Linked DNA regions of Ovis aries: region 2 is linked to region 1. A link is a contact called in public Hi-C data. All regions are on one chromosome and are shown on one strand. The core of a region is the stretch at or near the end of the contact, and the rest is flanking DNA. Distances in the headings are between cores, read along the strand shown.

The links. Hi-C and Micro-C count contacts between places; a contact is called where the count stands out from the background.
Region 2: a contact with region 1 is called in a Hi-C map of tail adipose tissue, with 4 times the contacts expected there. The contact joins two enhancer-like sites. A contact is called at or near these places in 10 of 16 Hi-C or Micro-C datasets (blood, liver, mixed tissues and 4 more).

The regions. Positions count from the first base shown.
Region 1 is chr13:38,950,045-38,954,250 of ARS-UI_Ramb_v3.0, forward strand. All of the region lies in intron 1 of RIN2 (Ras and Rab interactor 2), which reads left to right. It overlaps LOC132657631, which reads left to right. Exons shown (of 2, transcript XM_060397507.1): 1 at 1-2,439; 2 at 2,480-4,206. Among named protein-coding and RNA genes, the nearest start is that of RIN2, 22 kb to the left of the region's middle. Within about 2 kb of position 2,212, at least 23 of the 54 cell types and tissues checked have an H3K27ac peak or open chromatin away from gene starts, as enhancers often do. A contact at or near this core is called in liver, muscle and tail adipose tissue, where this site is marked.
Region 2 is chr13:39,133,284-39,137,489 of ARS-UI_Ramb_v3.0, forward strand. It overlaps RIN2 (Ras and Rab interactor 2), which reads left to right. Exons shown (of 12, transcript XM_060397505.1): 12 at 1-1,596. The coding sequence ends at 101. LOC114117580 (a long non-coding RNA gene) reads right to left here. Exons shown (of 2, transcript XR_003591207.3): 1 at 3,983-4,206; 2 at 3,210-3,528. Among named protein-coding and RNA genes, the nearest start is that of NAA20, 10 kb to the right of the region's middle. Within about 2 kb of position 1,953, at least 22 of the 54 cell types and tissues checked have an H3K27ac peak or open chromatin away from gene starts, as enhancers often do. A contact at or near this core is called in liver, muscle and tail adipose tissue, where this site is marked.

The DNA.
Region 1 (4,206 bases), core at 962-3,461:
TTTTATAAATTGTCGGCTAGATATGAAACTGCAGCATCTTGACTCACAGCAGGAACATTTGCCAATATTTTCTCTAACTTTGCATTTGTGTCCAGCTGGGAATCAACCTTCTTTGTGATGGGGGATTTCCTATTCACATGAAATCTTTCATGGCTCTGGTGCAGTTGTCATTCCACATGGACTTAAGAATACTGTGAATAAACAAAGAAAATGCTCAAGGAGAGCAAAGCCTTGCTTTGTAACATCCCTAGGCTTTTACTTTTTTTTAAAGTCAGATTTCACTCTTAAAAACAGACAAAAATATAATTGAATATTGGGAGGCTTGGAATCTCTGATTACAAGTGACACATGCTACAATCCAGTCTTACAGGGTATTATTTTCCTCCAAATCGAATGAAATTCCCAGAAAGGCAAATAATACTATAGAAGCTATATTTTCAATGATAAGAAAAAATCATGTCTCTGAGATGTTGCTGAGTAGATTTCTATTTTGAGGGGAGGAAAAATGAAGTCTCCTTTGATACTTTATCTCCTAAAGAGACGAAATGCAAGGGGTATTACTGCCCTGGGCATTTACAAATTTGTGACTTATCTGCATGAACCTGCTTCCCTGAGAGGTGTTATAAAACAGGTACAGTATTGGTATTCAGACAAGATGGTGAATTAAATTTTCATGAGCATTTATATAGACAAGGAACTTCAGATAGCAAAAGACCCCCAAATTGGTGACTCATAGCACCTAACTTTCAGAAGGGGAAACTGAGTCCTAGAAAAGTTAAATTATGTGCCCAAGTTTTTACAGCTCACACACTCCACATTTGATGCCCTGTGGGCCATTTCTTTAGATGTTTCTGGTGTGTGTGTGTGCGCACGTGCGTGTGCACACTCAGTTGCTCAGTCAGGTCTGATCCCTTGTGACTCTGTGGACTATAGCCCACCAGGTTCCTCAGTCTGTAGGATTTCTCAGGTGAGAATACTAGAGTGGGTTGCCATTTCCTCCTCCCCGGGATCTTCCCGATCCAGGGATTGAACCTGAGTCTCCTGTATCGGCAGGCAGATTCTTTACCACTGAGCCACCTGGGAAGCCTGTTGCTGGGATGGATAACAGTTATGTTTTGTTTTAATCTCACATCATTGGTTGCTTTTTTCTCCTCTTTCTGGAGAGGAAACAGTCTAATCTAGAAGGAAAAGCATTTCATGTTTTTGTTTTTATGAAATATGCAATTTTGTAAATTGTACTTTTAAGACTGACTTATTTTTGGCCATTTGGTGTTTTGTTTTGAAAGTTTGTTGCTTCTGGTCTGTTGGTTACTTTAATTTCAAACTGATCTTCTTCTAATTTTTTTCCAATTAAATAACAACAACAACAAAATGCAGAAAACCAAACAGCATTATCTTGCTCCTTTTGCTCTTGAAATCACAGAGGACAATGTTACATTTAAAAAGCCTGAGAATAACAGTGATCCCAGAGGAGCTGGATTCAGGGACCGAAAAGAAATAGTTTTGCTCCTAGATGTTGTTTTTTTGGTTTTTCCGAGGGTGGTTATAAAAGAAAAAAAAAAAGCCTGAGTTGAATAGAGCTTTTCTGATGAGAATTTTTGAAAAGGCTGTGATTAAAAGAAAAACAGGTCCCACTGTGCTGGAAACTTTATGGACGTCACTCCATTCAGGGCCCCTGAACAGTGTTGTGAAAGGAGTGCCTTGATTCCATTTTACAGGCAAGTAAACACAGGCTCTGAGAAGTTAAGTGAGCTTGTCCCAAGTCACAGAGTTAGTAAGTGGGGTTTGAAACCGGGGGAGGACTTCCTGTGAGTAATGAGATAAACACCCAAGTCCAGCCAGGCGTCTCTGAGCCCATCCCTGTCAGGAGCACTGGGCAGAGACAGCAGAGAAAATCTGGAGCAAAGGACAGGACTCTCGGGGGTGTGGGGTGACCCAAACCAGACATCACCCTAGACAGACAAGTCCTGTCCTGGGTGGAAATATTGGAATGCATGTGGGACCCGAGGCTTCAAAACAGAAGGAAGGGAACCCTGAAAGGTCATTCCTCTTGTAGATGATGTGTAGCAAGTACAGCGAATGGGGTAAAAGGAGTCCTGCAGAGATTAAAAAAAAAAAAAAAAAAAGACTAGTATTGGAATAGCAGAATCCCCCTCACCCAGAGAGCTCTCTGTGCTGTAAAGAAAGTGCACTTCACCATGGCAACAGCAGAGGGCGCATGTGCCTAGAGAAACCTCGTTAGCCACCCGAGGCACTTGTCTGTATCTGCTCACTGCTGGTCCAGGAAAGAAAATCCATTACAAAAAGGACAGAATGTGGCAGGCAATACATGCGCAGAGCTGGGACAGAAGAAAACAGTTTGGGAATCAAAACACTTCAGGGGATAAATGTTCACCCCTCTCTAAACACATCTGGTGGTGGTGGTGTAGTCGCCAAGTTGTGTTCGACTCTTGCGACCCCATGGACCGTAGCCTGCCAGGCTCCCCCGTCCATGGGATTCTCCAGGCAAGAACACTGGAGTGGGTTGTCATTTCCTTCTCCATAAACACATCCGCTGCTAAGTCGCTTCAATCGTATCCGACTCTGTGCGACCCCATAGACGGCAGCCCACCAGGTTCCCCCGTCCCTGGGATTCTCCAGGCAAGAACACTGGAATGGGTTGCCATTTCCCTCTCCAATGCATGAAAGTGAAAAGTGAAAGTGAAGTCGCTCAGTTGTGTCCGACTCTAGCGACCCCATGGGCTGCAGCCTACCAGGCTTCTCCATCCATAGGATTTTCCAGGTAAAAGTCCTGGAGTGGGGTGCCATTGCCTTCTCTGAAACACATCTATACATCCCAAAAAAGAATATAATAGCACATAGCGTTCCAACATTATTAAATTTCCTGAGATAAGCATTTTCTTTTTATAAATTCTTGATTCAAGGCTGTCATACATATAGATTTGTCACAGATATGTTTATATATGTCAACCTTGCATCGAAGATAGTTTTAAAAATCAGAGCTAAAATGGACAAAACCCAGGAAGATGTGAAATGAGACTTGGCTGAGCCTAGAAGAAATAAACTTCAGCTTTCATGAATGGACTTGTATTGGGATGTCCATGGGACCATCCTTTCCAGAGAGAGCAGAGTAACCGGTGACCTGGCTCCTGCTGCTGCTGCTAAGTCGCTTCAGTCGTGTCGGACTCTGTGCGACCCCATAGACAGCAGCCCACCAGGCTTCCCTGTCCCTGGGATTCTCCAGGCAAGAACACTGGAGTGGGTTGCCATTTCCTTCTCCAATGCAAGAAAGTGAAAAGTGAAAGTGAAGTCGCTCAATCGTGCCCGACTCTTCGCAGCCCCATGAACTGCAGCCTTCCAGGCTCCTCCGTCCATGGGATTTTCCAGGCAAGAGTATTGGAGTGGTTTGCCATGGCCTTCACCTGGCTCCTACTTTGTTGTGTTTTCTTTCCTAAACCGCAGCCCAAGGCAAATATTCCTTGCCCACAGCTGTACTTAGTGCCTCTTCCAAAGAGAAACAGTTTATAAGGCTAGTCTTGGTGATGGTTTTTTCTTTCCAAGTTTTCTATTTAAAAAAGACTCTAAGAATTACCCCAATACTTTCCTAGGGTGGCTCTAGTGGTATTTGTTAAGTAGATAAAACTTGCCAAGGAGAGTGTCATCTCCATTGATAATATGTCAGAATTTCAGAGATATAGAACTTCAGAGACGTTTCCAAATTGCTTTGAACGACCACAAGTTAGGCTGTATTTTATAGTTCACGAAGTGCTTTCCAAGTGTTATATTCTTTAAAGGTGCATTTGCTGTTGTTCAGTTGCTCAGTTGCTCAGTTGTGTCCGACTCTGTGACCTCATGGACTGCAGCACGCCAGACTTTCCTGTCCTTCACCATCTCCGGGAGTTTACTAAAACTTATGTCCATTGAGTTGGTGATGCCATCCAACCATCTCATCCTCTGTCATCCCCTTCTCTTCCTGCCTTCAATCTTTCCCAGCATAAGGGTCTTTTCTAATGAGTCAGTTCTTTGCATCAGGTGACCAAAGTATTGGAGCTTAAATTAAAGTTGCATATGGGCTAAAAAAAAACACACCCACAGATTTGATGCTTTCTTCCCCTCCTCTGTGTTACAAACACCTTAGAAATGCTTTGTCTGATTTACCTAGGAAACGAGACTGTCCATGGCTTCCTTAAATGAAACATCTGCTCT
Region 2 (4,206 bases), core at 703-3,202, 180 kb after region 1:
GGCCACAGCCCCACGTCTTCCACTTCGTCTACAAGCGCATCAAGAAGGATCCTTACGGCATCATCTTCCAGAATGGGGAGGAAGACCTCAGCACCTCCTAGGGGACTCACGAGGCTTCCCAGTGGTGGATCCAAAGAGGGAGACTTAGGAACCTGGCCTCTGGCGTCCACGGGCTTGTGCAGTCACCTCCTTGAGGACCCATGACCGAGCCATCCACAGGCCCACTTGGCCAAGGGCATCTTTAACCATGACTCCTCAGCGAGCTCGCTGAGGTTCAGCAAAGAGAAGGAGAGTTGGAGAGTTGCATCCAATGGTTCAAGTGTCCCCGGATAGCTTGCTGCCTACCCCTCAGCCAGGTTTCGGGTTGGCTCACGTGTGTGTATATGTACTGAATAAACATTGAAGTACCAGCTCTTCTCTGGAGTTCAGCAGCAGGCGTTTGACAAGACTGTCCGATGCAGTGCATCAAGGACCTCTCAGATCTGTGGATGCCTTCATCCACCCTTCTTTCCTTCTTTTTTTTTTTTTTACAAAGAGTCTTTGTGTTTTTATATATTTCATAGAAGATTTTATAGCAGTTGCAGGTAAACTGTCAGGATTGGTTTTTAAAATATTTTTGTAACTTTTAAGATATTCTATAATTACGCATGTGATTTTAACATTGATGCAAAAAAGAAATCTCTTGCTGGATTTGAGAGTATTGCATTTTAAAAGTCTCTCTTCCGTAACTGGATGTTTCGGCCACTTTGTGGGGAGAGACTGCTGGGTTTCTTGCAGCGATGACGCTGGCCACAGAATGCCTTTGGGAATCTGATGTACTCTTGTTACCTTGTTCATGCTCAGTGCTATCATGTTTTGTGTTTTCACCAAGTGATGCTGAGGACCAGGAGAGAAATGAATGTAGAGAGAGACTGAGAGGGAAATACGGACTCTTAACAGAAGGCTAAGGAGTGGAGCCTGCTGGTTCAGGCTCCTTAAAGGAAGTGGGGAAAGGAGATAGAAGGAACCACCTATGCTGAAAATACTGTAAATATGCAGTGAGGTTTGCAAAATCTGTCCCATGTTATTTGCTTTTGGAAGCAATTTTGAAAACCCCATGAGGGGAAAAAAAAAATTGGAGCAACAGGTTTTTTTCCCCCCCCTTTTCCACATAAATCAAAACTAACAGCATCAAATTCTTTGGGGCAGAAACCACATAATGTGAGTTTCATCGAGTTAAATAAATACCATTTGGAAAGGAGTTTGCCGATGCACCAAAAAGCCTGTCTGTGTTGTAGGAATATGTGGTGAAGTTCAATTTCTGTTTTACAATACCTGTTTGGGTGGGGGTCAGGGGGTTGCACAGAGAATGAGTTCTCGTATTCGTGTCACACAGGTAGTTAGGGAAATATGTTATTGTACTGTGTAAAGATGCCCAGTCATCTGATTTGTTTGGCTTTCTACTTTGTACCTTTTCAAGCTTTTGCTATACATCTGGAACCCTCAACACATACTGTGTTGTACTTCCTTTTGTAAATGATTTTTAATGGAGTTTTGCACATAACTCTTTGTAATACTGTACGATAATTCATGTGTGAAAATAATTCTTGCAATATCCTCACGTTGTCCCTTTTTCTTTGAGAAGTGGAGTGTAATGATGTACCGCAGAGAGTTATGTAAAAGTGGAATCCATGCTGGTGTTTGTGGTTAGATAATCCTCAGACAGGAAACAGAATAGTTGATGTTGTTTTTTTTGTTTGTTTGTTTGTTTTTAGCCAGCTCATGTGCTGATAGGAGGCAAAAATCCAGCAGCAGAAGGAAAAGATGGTCCTCTAACCTGAAAGGATTTGGTGTTTCTGGGAGCCCTGCAGACACTCCTTTCCCCACTCCGCTCCCTCTCTCCCCCACCCCTGCTGCCCAGGTCTTATGTAACCTCTAAAGTGCCCAGGCTGAGAGTTTAGGGTTGTTGCAAAACCAGTGTTGCAGAAGCTGTCCTGTTCCTGCTGCTTGAAGCCAAGCCTGGCAGAGAGCAATGGCACGATAAGGCCTTGTTGAAGGAACGAACTTTCTAACCCAGCAGTAGGATGGGCACTTTAAGATCAGAGCTATAGCTGAGCGGGCTGCCTGCTTTGTATATTTACAGTGAATTCCAAGTGACAGTTTGGTCCTGATGGTTGTGAGAGCGTCAGCTCTCCTTATCTTCAGAAGCTGGTACACCGCTGATTTCACGCGGGTCACAATGTCTGAATGGGGGACAGCTGGAGTGAACTTCGGTGAGATCAAAATAGGATGCTGGTGTGAGCAGAAGAAAACATCACAAGACAGCCCCTGGTTTTGTCCTTGGGCAATGTTTCCATGCTAACATGACAGCATCACATGTCTCCTCACTTTTTTTCCCCCCCCTCTGACAGTTCTCACTTCTCAAATTGCCAGGAAACAGATTTTTCTGCAGTTTGGAAGGAGTCAGAGGAGAATAAAAATATACATGCTGGGTGGAGGGAGAGGAAAACGTACTTCCAAATCTAAAAATATAAAAGTTGAATGCCAGCCAGAGGAAAGGATTTTTTTTTTTTTTTAACGTTACATGCGCTGCCAAGTATTCTCTCCTCGCGGGACAGAGAATAGAAATAGAAACTGTTCATGTAGTTCAGTGCTGTGTGGAAGTTACAACTTTAGATCTGTAAGGAAACACAGAAGGCAGGAAACCCAGCCATGAATGCGTTCATTCATAAATGCAGCTTCGCATTCTCTGGGCAGCTCTTCCCTTCATCTTTAAGAGTCTGGAAGTGAGACAGTGCTCTGATAATCTTCAGCGCTGCCCACTTACTCCCCCAAAGGTCTGAGAGGAAAGGTTACGTACATGGACACAGCTATTTTCATCGCCTGGCAGTATCTGATGGTAAAAATCCTAAAAAGTAATCATTTTCCAAGTTGTGTTCATGATGGTGAATTTGAAAGCAAAAGTTGTTCATTTAGTGAGCCCTGATCAACTTGGACATAGGGGAAAGTTCACAAAACATGGCAGAATCCTAAATGGATCGTAGAAAAATAGAAGAGGTAGACGGAGGAAGATCTGGTGGTTGGCCTCAGAGAAAACATGCTTATTCGAAAAAGATGTCTTGCTCCAGCATGGAAGGATGGGTGGCAGGTGGGACCATCTCCCCCCTTGGAACAGTGACTTTGTCAGGAAGGTATGCAGGGGAAGTTTTATAAAAAATTATTCAGAAAGATCTGGGCAAATATGTTTAATAAAGTGGTACCCACACCCCTGCTCAACAGGCAAGTCTGCAGGCAGGAGTCAGCTTTGATTGAAGTCAGCAGGGGTTTGGGGGGCCAGTTTCTTATCTCGATGCTAATAATCTAACCTTCTAGAGTTGAAAGTTGCCTGAATTCTGAAATTCAGTACGTAGTAGATAGACATTTAGAATATCATATGAATGGATCTGAGTATTTCCTTCGACCAAACAGAGATCCGCTGTAGCCTCTCCTGGACTCTGGCTCTCGGCCTGGACGGGAGGATGCTCAGAGCCTGTGGACAAAGGCTGGGGGCTGGGGGTGGGGTGGGGGTTAAGGCCAGGCTCAGCTCAGTGCTGTGGTTTCCTCCAGGGTAGCATCTCTCAGCCCCCGTGGCCCCTGGAGGTGAGAGAGGCATACACCTCTGCAGCCAGCCCTCCCTGGGGTCCCTGGGGACGTGTCACCTCATACAGCTGAAAGCATTCACACCCCCCATCCCCACCCCAACTGAGATCCACTCCTCCCCTCCCCACCCCAGGACCCTGAAGGGGAGGGGAGTTGAGTTTTTTATGAGCTGGGCAGGCTCTGACCATTCCCCTGGGCCTTTCCACGCCATGCTTATCTAGTTCTAAGAGAGATGCAGAGTGAGCCAAGCCCCTCTGCCAACACCCCGCCCCCTCCGCTGCCCCCCACCTCTGTCCCCAGGGCTCAATTCTGCAGGTCATTTTTTCCCATCAGGTTCTCGGCTTCCACTGCTTCTTCAGCTCACCTGCAGGCCTTTAAAACCCCGATGCCCAAGCTGTCCAGACCATCAGAATCTCTGCACGCAGGATCCAGGTGGCAACTTTTACTGAAATTTCCAAGGAGATTCCACTGGGGCTGAGAAATAGCAGGATAGAGCAAGACAGGTTTTAGGAGAGACACACACCTGGGAGAGGTAAGACCTTGTCTACAGCCTGAAACACCTAATCAAGTACAAGTTCTTCATCTCAT